Regions from separate parts of the Mus musculus genome. Here regions 2, 3 and 4 are each linked to region 1. Evidence: chromatin contacts called from public Hi-C, Micro-C and promoter capture Hi-C data. All regions are on one chromosome and are shown on one strand. Each heading gives the region's core, a stretch centred on a gene start, on an enhancer-like site or on the middle of the called end of the contact. The rest is flanking DNA. Distances are from core to core; before and after follow the strand shown. Region 1 holds the start of Fgfrl1 (fibroblast growth factor receptor-like 1). Region 2 holds the start of Mtf2 (metal response element binding transcription factor 2). Region 3 holds the start of Ccdc18 (coiled-coil domain containing 18). Region 4 holds the start of Dipk1a (divergent protein kinase domain 1A).

The links. Promoter capture Hi-C pulls out the DNA fragments that hold promoters and counts their contacts. Hi-C and Micro-C count contacts between places; a contact is called where the count stands out from the background.
Region 2: a contact with region 1 is called in a Hi-C map of muscle stem cells, with 4 times the contacts expected there. The contact joins the promoter of Mtf2 here to the promoter of Fgfrl1 in region 1. A contact is called at or near these places in 4 of 39 promoter capture datasets (cranial neural crest, maxillary cranial neural crest, pre-B cells and 1 more), 1 of 484 Hi-C or Micro-C datasets (muscle stem cells), 2 of 115 datasets of contacts at active chromatin or transcription factors (bone marrow-derived macrophages and microglia) and 1 of 9 other capture datasets (liver).
Region 3: a promoter capture Hi-C map of neural stem cells shows a contact between it and region 1. The contact joins the promoter of Ccdc18 here to the promoter of Fgfrl1 in region 1. A contact is called at or near these places in 5 of 39 promoter capture datasets (3T3-L1-derived adipocytes, cranial neural crest, neural stem cells and 2 more), 4 of 115 datasets of contacts at active chromatin or transcription factors (astrocytes, cardiomyocytes, embryonic limb bud and 1 more) and 1 of 9 other capture datasets (adipose tissue).
Region 4: a Micro-C map of embryonic stem cells shows a contact between it and region 1, with 6 times the contacts expected there. The contact joins the promoter of Dipk1a here to the promoter of Fgfrl1 in region 1. A contact is called at or near these places in 3 of 39 promoter capture datasets (cranial neural crest, embryonic stem cells and second pharyngeal arch cranial neural crest) and 1 of 484 Hi-C or Micro-C datasets (embryonic stem cells).

The regions. Positions count from the first base shown.
Region 1 is chr5:108,692,538-108,695,799 of GRCm38.p6, reverse strand. It overlaps Fgfrl1 (fibroblast growth factor receptor-like 1), which reads right to left and starts at 1,571. Exons shown (of 7, transcript NM_054071.2): 1 at 1,268-1,571; 2 at 682-905. The coding sequence starts at 748. Gm42151 (predicted gene, 42151) reads left to right here and starts at 1,734. Exons shown (of 2, transcript NR_168910.1): 1 at 1,734-1,964.
Region 2 is chr5:108,063,645-108,067,020 of GRCm38.p6, reverse strand. It overlaps Mtf2 (metal response element binding transcription factor 2), which reads right to left and starts at 1,347. Exons shown (of 15, transcript NM_013827.3): 1 at 1,056-1,347. The coding sequence starts at 1,060.
Region 3 is chr5:108,131,228-108,134,277 of GRCm38.p6, reverse strand. It overlaps Ccdc18 (coiled-coil domain containing 18), which reads right to left and starts at 1,364. Exons shown (of 29, transcript NM_028481.1): 1 at 1,280-1,364. Tmed5 (transmembrane p24 trafficking protein 5) reads left to right here and starts at 1,658. Exons shown (of 4, transcript NM_028876.3): 1 at 1,658-2,042. The coding sequence starts at 1,854.
Region 4 is chr5:107,985,203-107,988,374 of GRCm38.p6, reverse strand. Dipk1a (divergent protein kinase domain 1A) reads left to right here and starts at 1,298. Exons shown (of 5, transcript NM_026062.4): 1 at 1,298-1,426. The coding sequence starts at 1,373.

The sequences.
Region 1 (3,262 bases), core at 322-2,821:
TGTGGTGTATCCTGCAACAACATAGTGTGTGACCCTGTGGTCTAAGATCTTCCACCTTTACTGTAGTGATGTTCTGTGCTCTGGGGACTCCCAGATGGTAGACTATGCTACCTGTAATTGATAAGCAAGCCAAGGGTCCAGAGCTGGGTCAGCTGAGGGCTGGATCAGAGCGAGCTCCAATCACCAAGATATCACCAATGTTCTCTATATTCAGCTAGGCACTGTGTGAGTCTCTGCAAGTTCCCAGGGACCCAATTAGGTTTTCTGCTCCCACAAAGAGTCCACTCCCCAAGAATCTGGGGGAGGGGTGACAACCACCTGCTCTCCATCTAGATATGCACCTGAAAGTGTGTTTATGCAAGATTATGAGGCTGTCCTGGAAAGGACCTAGGCAAGGCCAACAGTCAAATGATTCTGGGGCCCTTTACATGAGGTGTCAGCCAAAGAGGGTGAGCTGGGGGTATCTGATTGTGACTAGGTAACCCCAAGAGTGAGGTAGAGGCATGTAAAACCGACAGTACTTCAGGTTAAGGATGGGGGTTGGGGGGAGGATCTGCTGCGATGGAGCAGACAGGGAGGGGAGGAGTGTGCCAGGCGGGCACTGTGTGGCAGAGTTCAGGGCTGGTGGGAAAGGGGCGGCGCTGCAGAGGCCAAAGCGCCAGACTGGGCGCCAGGACTCACCTCGCGCCGCCTCAGCCGACGGGAGGGCCCCCAATAGCAGCAGCAGCAGCGCGGGGCTCCGCGTCATCTCGCCGGTCGGACCTGAAGCAGGGGCGCGGTCACTGGGAGCTGGACTGGACGCCACTCAGGGCTCAGGCCCGCAAGACCCAGGTCGCGGCCGCAGAGCCAGGGTCCGGCCCCCCTCGGCGCCGAGCTCCAGGCAAAGGAAGCGAGGCGCGTAGACGCTGAGCGTATCAAAGGCAGACAAAGGGTTTACACTAATTACCAGCCGCCCCCGCCGCCCCCTTTCCAAACACCGTCTGGATTCCTGGCGCTTGTAACTCGGGCCCTGCCCGCGGGACACACAACACCGAGCGGCCCCGCAGATAATCGCCTGCGCCATTAGCGGACAAATTTGCGCTGGGGGGCCCACGTGGGGCTCAAGGGGGGGCGGGGCGCGGGGCAGGGCCGCGGGCCCCACAGGAGCAGCTACGGCGCGAGCCCGGCTCCCGCCCCGCACAGTGATCGCGGCCCTGCCCTTCGCGCCCCGCACTCTAACCCATTCCAGCCCTCCCTCCGGGGGTCGCGGACGTACAGCCCGGCTCACCTCGACAGGGATCAGCGCGGGGGCGCGCAGCAGGCAACGGGGTCAGAGCCGGGCCCCTGAGCAGCGCGACGCGGTCATCGCTGCCCCGGGCGCCGCATCCCGCCCCCCGCGCCCCCGGGCCCGGCCTGGGCGGGGCGGCGCTACCTGGGCGCTGGCGGCTGGGGCCGGGCTGGGGCGCGGGGCGCGCTGTCCGCGCGGATAAACGGCGAGGCTTGGCGAGGGCGGGGAAGAGGGGCGGCGGGGCGAGGGGCCCGGGGCGCCGCGCCGCGAGGCGTCCTTCCCTGCGGGGCTTTGTCAACTCTCCCGGAGCGAGCGCGGAGCAGCCCTGAGCTCCGCCCCGCACAACTTCCGGCCAATCTGCGAGCCCCAGTCCGCCCCGTTCCCCGCCCCTCCCCGAAACTTTGCTCCAATCCGCACACGTGCCCGCCAGGCTCGCTGCTTAACCCTCGCAGTGCTTCTGCCCTTCAGGCTGGCGGCTCCCCGGAGCGCGCCCAGTCGGCCCTGCCTCGCCGCGCCCCCGCCCCTGGGCTCTGGGAACGCGCGGTCCCGCTAGCCTGAAGACCAGCTGATGGCCGCGGAGCCCACTCGGTATCTGCACCAGCTAGGCCCCTGGCCCCCAGAGCTGGCCGTTACTGCACTGTCTCTACTCCCGGCTTTAAACAGGAGGAAGGGAGCTGAACGGAACCTTCGAGCTTTTGTGAGTAGAGAGGCCGCTGTGCTGCTCTGGTTTGAGGGCGGGGGGTGGGGGGGTGGGGGTGGGGGGGTAAGGTGCGGGGGGGGGGGGGGAGATGGCGCAGATCTCCAGTGCTGGAGTCCAACGAAGCCCTGACTTGAGCATCTAGTTGTACCTAGGACCTTAGGAAGGCTGAGAGGGTCCTACAGCCCACCTGGATACTTCTCTGCACCTCACCTGCTTTGTGATAGTAATCAACACACCCTTTTGTCTTTGCTACTTAGCAAGTGTCTTGCTGTACCCCTGCACCCATCAAACAGAAAGACTGGTGAGTTTCCCAAACCTCACTAGCTCCCTTCAGCAGCATCCTGATCCATCCCCCGCGATCTCTCCAGACAGCTTCCTGCCTACCCTCACTCACCAGAGCCAAAATTCATCAAAACATGAGTCTTGCCAGTTTTCTCAACATAAATCCCATAATTTTTGACGCCCCGGTAGTGCCTCCCAAGAGACCACTCCTAAGCTCCGCTTTCAAGGACCCTGATCCAAACAACTTTTCTTCTCTAAGCTAAGAAGCACCCCCTCTTTCCGGAAGCCTGTCAGAGAAAAATGAAACCGAGGAATAGCCTAGTGTTCCTAGCCCCAAATTCTGTTTCTGGGCTAGTGTGGGCAAATGGAGGTGAACCTTGTCTCCTCTGCATGAAGGTCCAAGTACCCATCTCAACTGCAACGCTGTGTCTCAGAAGCAGCCCATGGAACTTTCTCTGGGCTACCAGAGAATTTGGGCTAGTACTGGGGTCACAGAAAGCATTTAAAACAGACAGAGTGGGTCCTGACTAGTCTGAGTAGGTCCTGGCTCCACAGAAAGTTTTGTGAGGAGATGCCACCGAAGCATGTAGTGCAACAACATTGTGTTGCTGCCAACCAAGAGCAGTTGTGTGTGGAGGTGGCTCTGTAGTGTGGGGAGGTTAAAAGCAAATGAGCCCAATGGGCAGAAAAAGGTAGGCAATGGATTGAAGTTAGACGGGAAGGTGCAGAGACCACAGGTGAGTGAGGCTTGTTCAAAGACAGGTGTGTCAGTACAGGTGTGCCAGGAAGGGAGAAACACTACTCTATGCTTCCCTTCTGCCTGGCCACTAGGCCCTAAACCCCTGGTCACCACCTCCAGCCTCCTTCACCTTATATGTTCCCTGCTGAAGAGACCGCCGCCCCCCCCCCCCCAGCCCCCAGCCCCCAGCCCCCGCACCTGTTCCCTGTGGCCCACCTGCCCAGGTTCTCCACTCCTTACCCCTGCCCGGTGAAAGAACACGCTGCCCCCTGGC
Region 2 (3,376 bases), core at 98-2,597, 630 kb after region 1:
TCTATTTGAAGGAGAAAGTACTTGCTGCTAGAGAAAACGGAGTCAACCAACCACTAACATATTTCTAGCTCTACTTTGATCTCATGAGGTACTTTTCTATGTCAATTACAGGCTTGTCTGGGTTTTCAAATTCTAACTACTGTTGCATGGTAATATCTTCAACCAAAGTTAAAGGTTTTAAAGAATAAAACAGCATTCCATACCCCTTTTCCTATTGTTCACAATCTCTCGTACCACTCAATAAATCCATCTCTGCCAAAGAAAAAATTAACCACCAAGGACTGCAGATTGTAAATCACAGTTAAGAGTTCTGGCACTATGGAAATGTGTTAAGAAATCCTGGAAAATTTTGGTTAAACCCCTTAGTGCCGTAAGTAACTAAGTTGTAATGATGAATACAAATTATCAGGGCAAGAAATTTTAATTGAACGGAAGAAATGCCTCCAAATAAAAGCTATCTCTTCCCCGTATCAATTCACCTATCACTTCTTCTCTTTAAGCTTCCAGGGCTTGCTTTCCAGGGTATTTTCCTCATCCTCGTACGCTAGCTATCTAGCCCACCACTAGATTCCCCTACCACAATTCCACACAATTCCAGCACCCTCTGGTTCCAAACTGCTACTTTCCTTAGCACCCCTTAAAGTGCCAGTCAGCCCCTCTACTAGGCTCCCCGCATTCTGACGGCTCCTCCCCTCGGTTCCCCACCCCCTCATCACCAGGTTCATCCTGCCCCTCCAACCGTCTCCCGCCCCCAGGTTCCTTCCTGCCCTCCAAACACAGCTTCCCTGTCTCAACGTTTTATCTAATTCCACCAACTGACTCCCGAGCGGGGCGCCCCGCTCCTTCCCCCAGTCCCTATTTTTACCAACATCTCACTGACTACCCCTCCCGATCCATTCTTTCAACATATGCATCAATGCAAAAACACCCCCACACAGGACTCCCTTGCCCAAAGCGGAGCCTCCATCTTTCCCCTTTCTTTTGCTTCCTTTCTTTCGTCTCTCCTCATCCCAACCTCCTCCCAAAGAGTCGGTTCCCAGGCCAAGGTCTCTCACCTCATTCGGTCACTTAAGTGGTGCCAACCGCTTCATACAGGAAAATAGAAGCAATCTCGTTCCCGTGGGCGCTCCCCCGCGAGTCCGGGCACTCCCTGGGCACCCGCCCCAGCGGGAGCCCTGCGCACACGCACACACACACCGAGTTCCTTGGGGACGAGGGTTAGGAAGGAGAATGTGCGTGCTCACACCGGCCTCAAACACAGACCACTTCGCAACAGCCCTTCGCCATTTTGGTTTCCCGCGGACTAGCGGTGCATTCTGGGAGCGCGGAGCTACTCCGGGGCCGAATGGCAGCTCTCCAGAGCCGCAGAGGGGCGGGGCCTGCGCGGCGAGCGCGGAGGAACACCGCGCCCTGCGTCCCGGACCAGCGCTGAACAAAGAGGGACTCTTTAACGTCGCGGTGGAATTAAGTCCTCTTGCTGCCGGTGCAGACACAATAGTGAGCGCAGCGCTTCCCGACGCTGATGCTTGCCTTACTAGGTCTTTTAAAAAGAGAGATCGTGTCCAGTCTTTCGTGCGGTCTTTTTTAATGCCCTCAGAAATAGGATATTGCTCAGTACATCTTGATGGGGTGATTTCCTTTCTGAAGAAAGGAAATTATTAACTGGAAAAAATACTTTTCTTTTACCTTCACCTAGAGGCCTGCTGTTATAATCCCCTTAAGTGGGGAGGAGACCCTGGATGGCAAATTTCGTTCAATGAATACTATCCAAATCCAAACTTATCTGGAATCTGTAATGGGAGATTTTCACTTTTTTTTCCTCTGACGATGAACGAGATTTTTTTTTCCCTGTTTACCTGCTTTGTGACCTTTCCTAATTGTAGTGAAATTTGAGCATACCCTCCTGCAAAGCAGTTGATTGAAGGAACACACAACTTTCATACTATTGCAGGCTTTTATATGAGGCCCAGCTGATAAATGGAATGCATGCTTATATCTTTGACTTATATTTGAATGCAACCCAGCACTTATAGAAACACCTGTAATACGTTTCTATTTTGTGAAAATATTTTCAGAGTCATATACTTTTTATCACAGATTATGTCACAGAGGCAGTACTGAATTTTCTCTCTGAAGAAATACCTCTTATGATCTAAATTCCTTTCACTCATATTTCAAGAGTTCCCTTTAAGCTGGGCGGTGGTGGCGCACGCCTTTGATCCTAGCACTTGAGAGGCAGAGGCAGGCAGATTTCTGAATTCAAGGCCAGCCTGGTCTACAGAGTGAGTTCCAGGACAGCCAGGGCTATACAGAGAAACCCTGTCTCGAAAAACAAAACAAAACAAAACAAAAAAGAGTTCCCTTTACCTAGGTTCTGAAAAATCTGGCAAATAGGCATATTCATATTATACTACATTTTTTTTTCTTTTTTGAAGACAGAGTCTATCTATTATATAGCTCTGGTTGTCCTGGAACTCATTGTGTAGACCAGGCTTGCCTCAAGCTCACAGAGATCTTCCTGTCTCTGCCTCCTCAGTACTGGGATTAAAAGGCCTGAGCCACCATGGCTAGCTTTGTATTATACAGTATATTTTATTCAGTACATTATATCAATCTGTGTCTCTCCCTCTTTCTCTCTCTCTCTGTCTCTCTCTCTCTCTCATGTGTCTCTGTATCTGACTCTCTCACACACACACTGTCTCTCTCTGTCTCTCACACACACACACTCTCTCTGTCTCTCTCACACACACACACTCTCTCTGTCTCTGTCTCTCTCTCTCTCTCACACACACACACACACTCTCTCTCTCTGTCTCTGTCTCTCTGTCTCTGTCTCTCTCTCTCTCACACACACACACACACACACACACACTCTCTTGTCTCTGTCTCTCTCTCTCTCTCACACACACACACACACACACTCTGTCTCTGTCTCTGTCTCTCTCTCTCTCTCTCTCTCTCTCTCTCACACACACACACACACACACACACACAGTAGTTAAGAGCTCTTGAGTACCTGTGTTCAATTCCCAGCACCCACATGACAGATCACAGTGTCTTTAGCTCTAATTCTAAGAGGCAAAACAGCATAGTACATAAAATAAAAATAGGTAAGTCTTTTAAAAGAGGTTGGAGAGATGGCTCAGTGGTTAAGAGCACTGACTGCTCTTCCAGAGGTCCTGAGTTCAATTCCCAGCAACCACACAATGGGTCATAAACTGTAATGGGATCCGATGCCCTCTTCTGGTGTGTCTGAAGAGAAGGACTCTCTTATACATATACATAAAATAAGTAAATATAAATCTTGAAAACAAACTATACATCAGGTGGGTGCCATAATTTAAAACTCGATACAAGGAAACATAATCTGCTTTAC
Region 3 (3,050 bases), core at 115-2,614, 560 kb after region 1:
TGGCTCTGGGTTTAAAGGCATTGCTCTTTCAAAGGGTTGCCACTGATATTCTCAGCCCCCACATGGTAGCTTACAATGGTCTGTAACTCGAGTTTCAGAGGATCCCAAACACCCACAGACACAGAGTAAAATTAATATTCTTGAAATCACAGTAAAGGATGCTTTATTATTGTAATTACTAAAATAAAAACTAAAAAGTTTTAGAATTTCCACTCCTACTATAGAACTTTCTGCATAATCTTACAATTTCACTTCTCTCTCATATTCCATTTAATTTTTTTTTCACTGTAGCACCTCTTTCATTGCCTTTCTTAAAATTTGGGTTACAGATATTATTAATTCCCACCTATTATGTTCAAGAGTGTAATGCACTTAGGAAAACTCAATTATTTTGAACGGATAAATGAATAAACTGCCTTCTCCCTCCCTCACTCAGGTAAAAACGGTCCTGGTACATTAATTTCCCACGCAAAATTTCTCAGGAGTAGGGTGGATTGGAAAAAAAAACAAAAACAAAAAAACACCTCGCACCTTATTGGAAAAAGTTGAGGCCTAAAATTAAACGAGATATTTTGTAGATGTAAATGTTTCTACCCTTTTCTACCCTGTTTCTGGTTTTCTTTTTAACAAATTTGCTTCTGCATAAGCTGGAAGACTTCCCCAGTCAGTGGCTCAGGAATCCATGCTACTTCACATCTATGCAACATCTCTAGCTTCGTACAGAATAATGGAGGAGAGAAAAGAAGAAACTTGAGACTAGAAAATGCTGATCAGTACTGTAGGACACCATTTAAGTCAGGCTTTTACGTTCAGCAACTTGTGCATTTTCACGTAAGAATTTTCTAGCCGTTCAGAATTGGATACGTCTGGTATTTAAACATCCTCATTTTCCTACGTTTACCTGTAGTATGTGTACGTAGAAAGGCTTATCATCTTACCTATAGGGCGGCCCTGACAACCGTATCTTCAAGTCTAGTGAAAAATGAGTTCTCACACACGCACACTCATCGAGCGAAGGACAAGCACTTTACACTCTATAAAATCCTGTGACAGGACTTTCCGCTTGAGAAAGAGTACATGGTTTTATACAGTATTTTATTTCAAGAAAGAGGTCCTCCATCTGCCTGTAGGGAGTAGAGCAAAGTCTGGCAGCCTCCTTTCCGATTCTGCCTCAAATAAAAGAAAACGCCTCACAAGCAGGCCAGGCGCAGGTCGACTGTCCCAAGAGAAAACAAACCCCTCGGGAAAGCCCTTTTCCAGCCAGGAGGCGTTTGCTCACCACCCAGATCGCAGGCGGGGTTAGCGTCCCCAGACCACGGCGCACCGCGAGCCTCCTCTGCGCTCGGAAGCCTGGGACACTCTCGCAGCCCACGACATGGAAGCCTCTGACTCTCGATGAGGAGAACCAGCGAACCTCCGAGGCGCCGAGTTCGAACCGCCGCGGCAGCCGTTGGGACCCGCCTCCCGGGCCCCGACCCCGCCCACCACGCGGGGCTCTGCGAACGGGAGCGGGGCGCAGGGCATGCCGGGAAATGAGTCTGGAAGCGCGGATGAGCGGCGTGCCGTGGTCACCTCGGACTACATTTCCCGTCGTTACCCCCGCCAACGTTGATTGGCGTGTGTGAGGGAAGCCGAAACCGACAAGTCTGGTGTGAAGGAAGGATGCGAAACCCAGAAGGCAGCCGAAAGGGGACGCTGGCCCCGCCCTCGCCCGGCCCAGTGGAAGGCAGTGCTTCCACCTTCCAAGAGAGTGAGGCTCGCCGCTGCCTGAAGTTCCCTCAGATCGGGATTTCAAATCGGAGACACCAGTATCCCGCACCTCCCTACACGCGTCCAGGCAGAGATCGACAGGGATGGGCGGCAGGATGTGGCTGCCATTCCCCGTGCTGCTCCTGTCCGCTCTGCCCGCAGCGTTGCTGCGCGGGGCGGCCGGCTTCACACCCTCTTTGGACAGTGATTTTACCTTCACGCTGCCGGCCGGCCGGAAGGAGTGTTTCTACCAGCCCATGCCCCTGAAGGCATCGTTGGAGATCGAATACCAAGTAAGTGCGGAAGTGGGCTAGCCTTCCTTGGGCCGGGCCGCACCACATGGTCGCCTCTCACCTACTTGGAAAAGGTGGGACAGCGACCGAGGTGAATCCGAGGAGGGTCTCCTGGGAAACTGGCCTGCTTGGCGCAGGCGTACTTAAGCGGGGCTCCTGGGAGCCTGGAACTCACAAGTTTGGCCAGTCCTAAAATTGACACCTACCCTCTCTCTTCCCTTTCCTCTGGTCGGAAAGAGGCCAGCACTGGTGACGTCAATGGCGTTACTCTTTGTTTCTTAATTCCCCCAAGCCATTTCAAGCTAGTTTACATACCCTACAGTTCTGAGAAGTTCGCTGTAAGGGGTTGATACACGTTCTTCTTTATTATTGGACGAAGTGATAACACTTGTTTGACTCACTCTCACCACTTTCACCAAATCCCGATATTATAAAATCGGCACGATGTTTTGAATTGTGGCTGGGCAGTGGTGGCACACGCCTCTAACCCCAGCATTCCCGTGGCAGAGGCAAGTGGATCTCTGAACAGTCAAGGCTGCATAGTGAAACCCAGTCTTGGGAGTATTGAATTGTGTCCATGCGAAGATCTCTAAGTCAGATTTTGAAATGTGTTGAAATGGACTGTTGCTGTATTTAGTGGTACATTGTCATCCCGGGTGTACATCCATCACTTTGAAATCAAATAAGATAATAGTGTATGACCTTTCTTCCATTGAACTTTGTCAGCTTTCTTCCCGTGTCATTGTTTTCTTTTTAGTATCAGCAGAATACGCTTATTATTAAATCTTTTTTTAATTCTTATGTAAAACTTTTATATGTGGAGCCTTTGGGATTATTTATAGATGTTTACAGTAATTACAGGAAGTATCTAAAGTCATAATATACAAAAATCTCAGCACAACTAAGGTTACAGCTTAATATTTCTTGATTTCCACTTGTGAACAAAAGTTTAGCATTTACTGAACAATTAATGTATGCAAGGAATTGTTCCAGGAGGAGGAACAAACT
Region 4 (3,172 bases), core at 49-2,548, 710 kb after region 1:
AACGAGATCTGACTCCCTCTTCTGAAGTGTCTGAAGACAGCTACAGTGTACTTACATATAATAAGTAATAAATAAATCTTTAAAAAAACAAAAAACAAAAAAACAACTAAAGGAAACCGGTAGGATCCGTCCTTTCCTCCTTCTTCCTTCCCTCCCTTTGTCTGTCTTTGTCTTAAGTAGCTCCGGTTGGCCAAGTGCTGGAATTACAGGCATGAGTCACCATGCCCAGCTCATATTTACTTTTACTTTAGAAATTACTGAAGTCATTTAATTAAAAGTGAAAGTCAGTGGCTCATGCACTTCTTTGCGAGTAACAAAATATTATCCAGGTTAAAGACCTGTTTCCAGAAACTGAAAGCACTAGAAACATAAAGTACGGCATAGCAAGGGAAAAAAATGAAGTAGGACCTGCATCTCCCTGCATTGAAGTCACTCAGATCAATAGCTGTACTCCTCCCAGGGTGGCCCCTTCTCCCTTATTTGGCCATCAGTGTCAACAGAAGAAAGCAACGCCTTGAGGTGTATAGCCTTAACTGAGCTGCTCTGCTATATCCTAGAAGGTCTCCTGCCTTCACTGTATTTATCCGGCATTTATTTATTTAATTATGTATTTAACGTGTGAATCATGATTCTGTGGTAGAGGCAAGAAAACTCTGAGGCTGTTTTGCAAACAATGCAAACTTCAAAAAGTCGAAATGGTAAAAAAGAAAGAAAAAGAAATAAAAGAAAAAAATTGCATTAAATTTAAGGTACGCAAAGAGGCGAAGTGTCTGGAAGGCCACGCAGAACTGAGCGGGAAGGAGTCCCTTCCTCCCCTAGATAGCGGTGGTCGCGTCTCCGGAGAGCCTCCTTTCCCTGGAGAGGATCTATGAGTTAGTTGGTCGCCTAGGATGCAGCTCTAAGCATCCACAGAATTTCCGTGCAATCCGCTCGCACAGGTCCAGAGCGCGGACGGCGGGACTCCGCGCGTGAAGCCGCAAGCCTCACAGTGAAGTGGGCGCTCCACGGAGCCCACGTTTTGCGCACCCCCGTGCTGCTCGCACCCGCCTCGGCCGTACCCCTCCCCCGTCCGCGCCTCCCCTTTAAGCACGGAGGCGCAGGCGGATTTGTGTCGGCGGACGCGAGGCTCGACTCCCCTTTATGGCGGAGCCCCGCGCCCGCGCCTTGACGACCGCCGCGGCTGGCGGTGGGGGTGGGGTTCTGCGCGCGGAGCCGGCCTCCGCTACCCGCCGCCCTCGCCGCAGCGCGGCCCCGGGGAGCGCGCGCCGGGGGCGGGCCGTGGGCGGGCCGGCGGGGCAGGGGCGGGGAGGCCGGCGGGCGGCCGCGCTCGGGTCCGCCTCCGACTGCGGCGCGGCGGGGCGATGTGAGTGCCATGGCGAGGAGTCTCTGCGCGGGGGCCTGGCTGAGGAAACCCCATTACCTCCAGGTAGGCCGGCCGCGGCCCCGCCACGCGCCCTCCGCTCCGCGCCACGCGGGACTCAGCGCCCCGTCCTCCCTCCGTGCGCGCCCCGCCGCCTCCTGCGGACCGGCACCTGGCGGCGCGCCCTCCCAGCCCTGGTCCCGCTCCTCGGGCGCCGCCCCAGCCCTGAGCCCCTCTGAGTCCCGGCCCCGGACGCGCCGCGGTCCCTCCTCTGCGTGCTCTCCCGCTTTCCCCAAGGGCCCCCCCTCGACCTGCCATTCCTGACTCTGTGTCTGGGGTAGGAAAGGGTGGTGTGTCATTCCTCCATGCTCCACAGAATCGTGACCGATTGTCATACCAGTGGTTCCCCAAGTCCCAGCCAGTAGCTGTGCCTCGTGCAGATCCCCTGGGTTTGGTGTTCTCATCACATCTCTGGTTTAAATGGGAGGGAGGAGTAGGCAAGCTCGATCGAGGCGATGCTTTTGCAAAAAGGGGATGGTGACCGTTGTACGGCTCTTCACTCAGCCCGCCAGCAGTGCGAACGCAATTCACAGTCACGTCGTGTGTACTGTTGCCGTGTTAATTTTTCATGATTTTCTGTTCCGCTGTCAGTAGGCTTTAGAACCCTCCTGCTGCTTTGGTGCACTGTTTGGTCACCAGGGGGACCTAGTAGACGTCGTGAGTAGCTGAGCACAAATCCATAGCTCGGATGGAAAAACAACTACAAATCAATGCCTCACACATTGGCAGTATTGTTATATGTCTCTAGAGGACACTGCTTACATTAAAAGGCCTGACGACATGGGACGTGTATTTAGGTCAGTTGTTGGTGTGCTTCTTATGAGTATGGAAAAAAAAGAAAAAGTTGAGGAGAAACCGTTACTGTCCAAATAAATCTTATATTTTAATTTGAAATTTGCAAGTGTAAGTCATTACATCGAAACGAGAGAAACCCAGATTGAGAGACTGACTTGACAACTCATGGTTTTAAGGGTGTAAAACTGAATGTTTGTAGCAGCGCCACCAGAAATAGTTGTGCCTTGAGTACCAGTATTAGAACCTAGTCTAGCATTCCACCCCTCCAGGTTAAAGTATTTGGGCATGTTTAAAATCTTTGAACTTAAACTACTTAGCTTTCTATTATTAATTTTTGGAGTTGGTAGAGCTTTAGGCTTTAGTTTTGGCTTTAAATGTTTTCCACAGATGTGAATGCAATCTTTGGCGCTATAACTGTACAAAGGTTTTCTGATGTGGTTAAGGTTAGAAATTAAGAGTTCTGGATTCAATCCCCGACACCACGCAAACAAAATTAGTTTTACAAATAGTTATGCTTACATTAATGACAAACACTTAGTGTGTTTCTTACTTTTCTGAATTTGCATCGTTATCAATGATGAAATTAGGGTAAGCTTGCTAGTGGGCTAATATTAAGATTATTAATTTTTAAAAATGTTTAAACTATTTAAATACCAGCACTTGGGAATCAGGCCTCTGAGTTTGAGGCCAGCATAGTCTACATAACAAGTTCGAGATTAGTGACGACTACATAGAGAAATTTTGTCTCAAAAAAATTTAAAGGTAAACTTAAGATTTAAAGGACAAGTTCTCATGTGACACAGATTGACTTAGAACTCTCGAGGTAGCTAAGGATAACCTTGAATTTCTGATCCTCTTGCTTTTAAGAGCTTGTGATTGCAAGGGTATGAATGAATGGCACAGTTGAGAGTCCAGTGTTTTCCCCAGGAGCTTCCTCCCATCGAAATCTCCAAATAG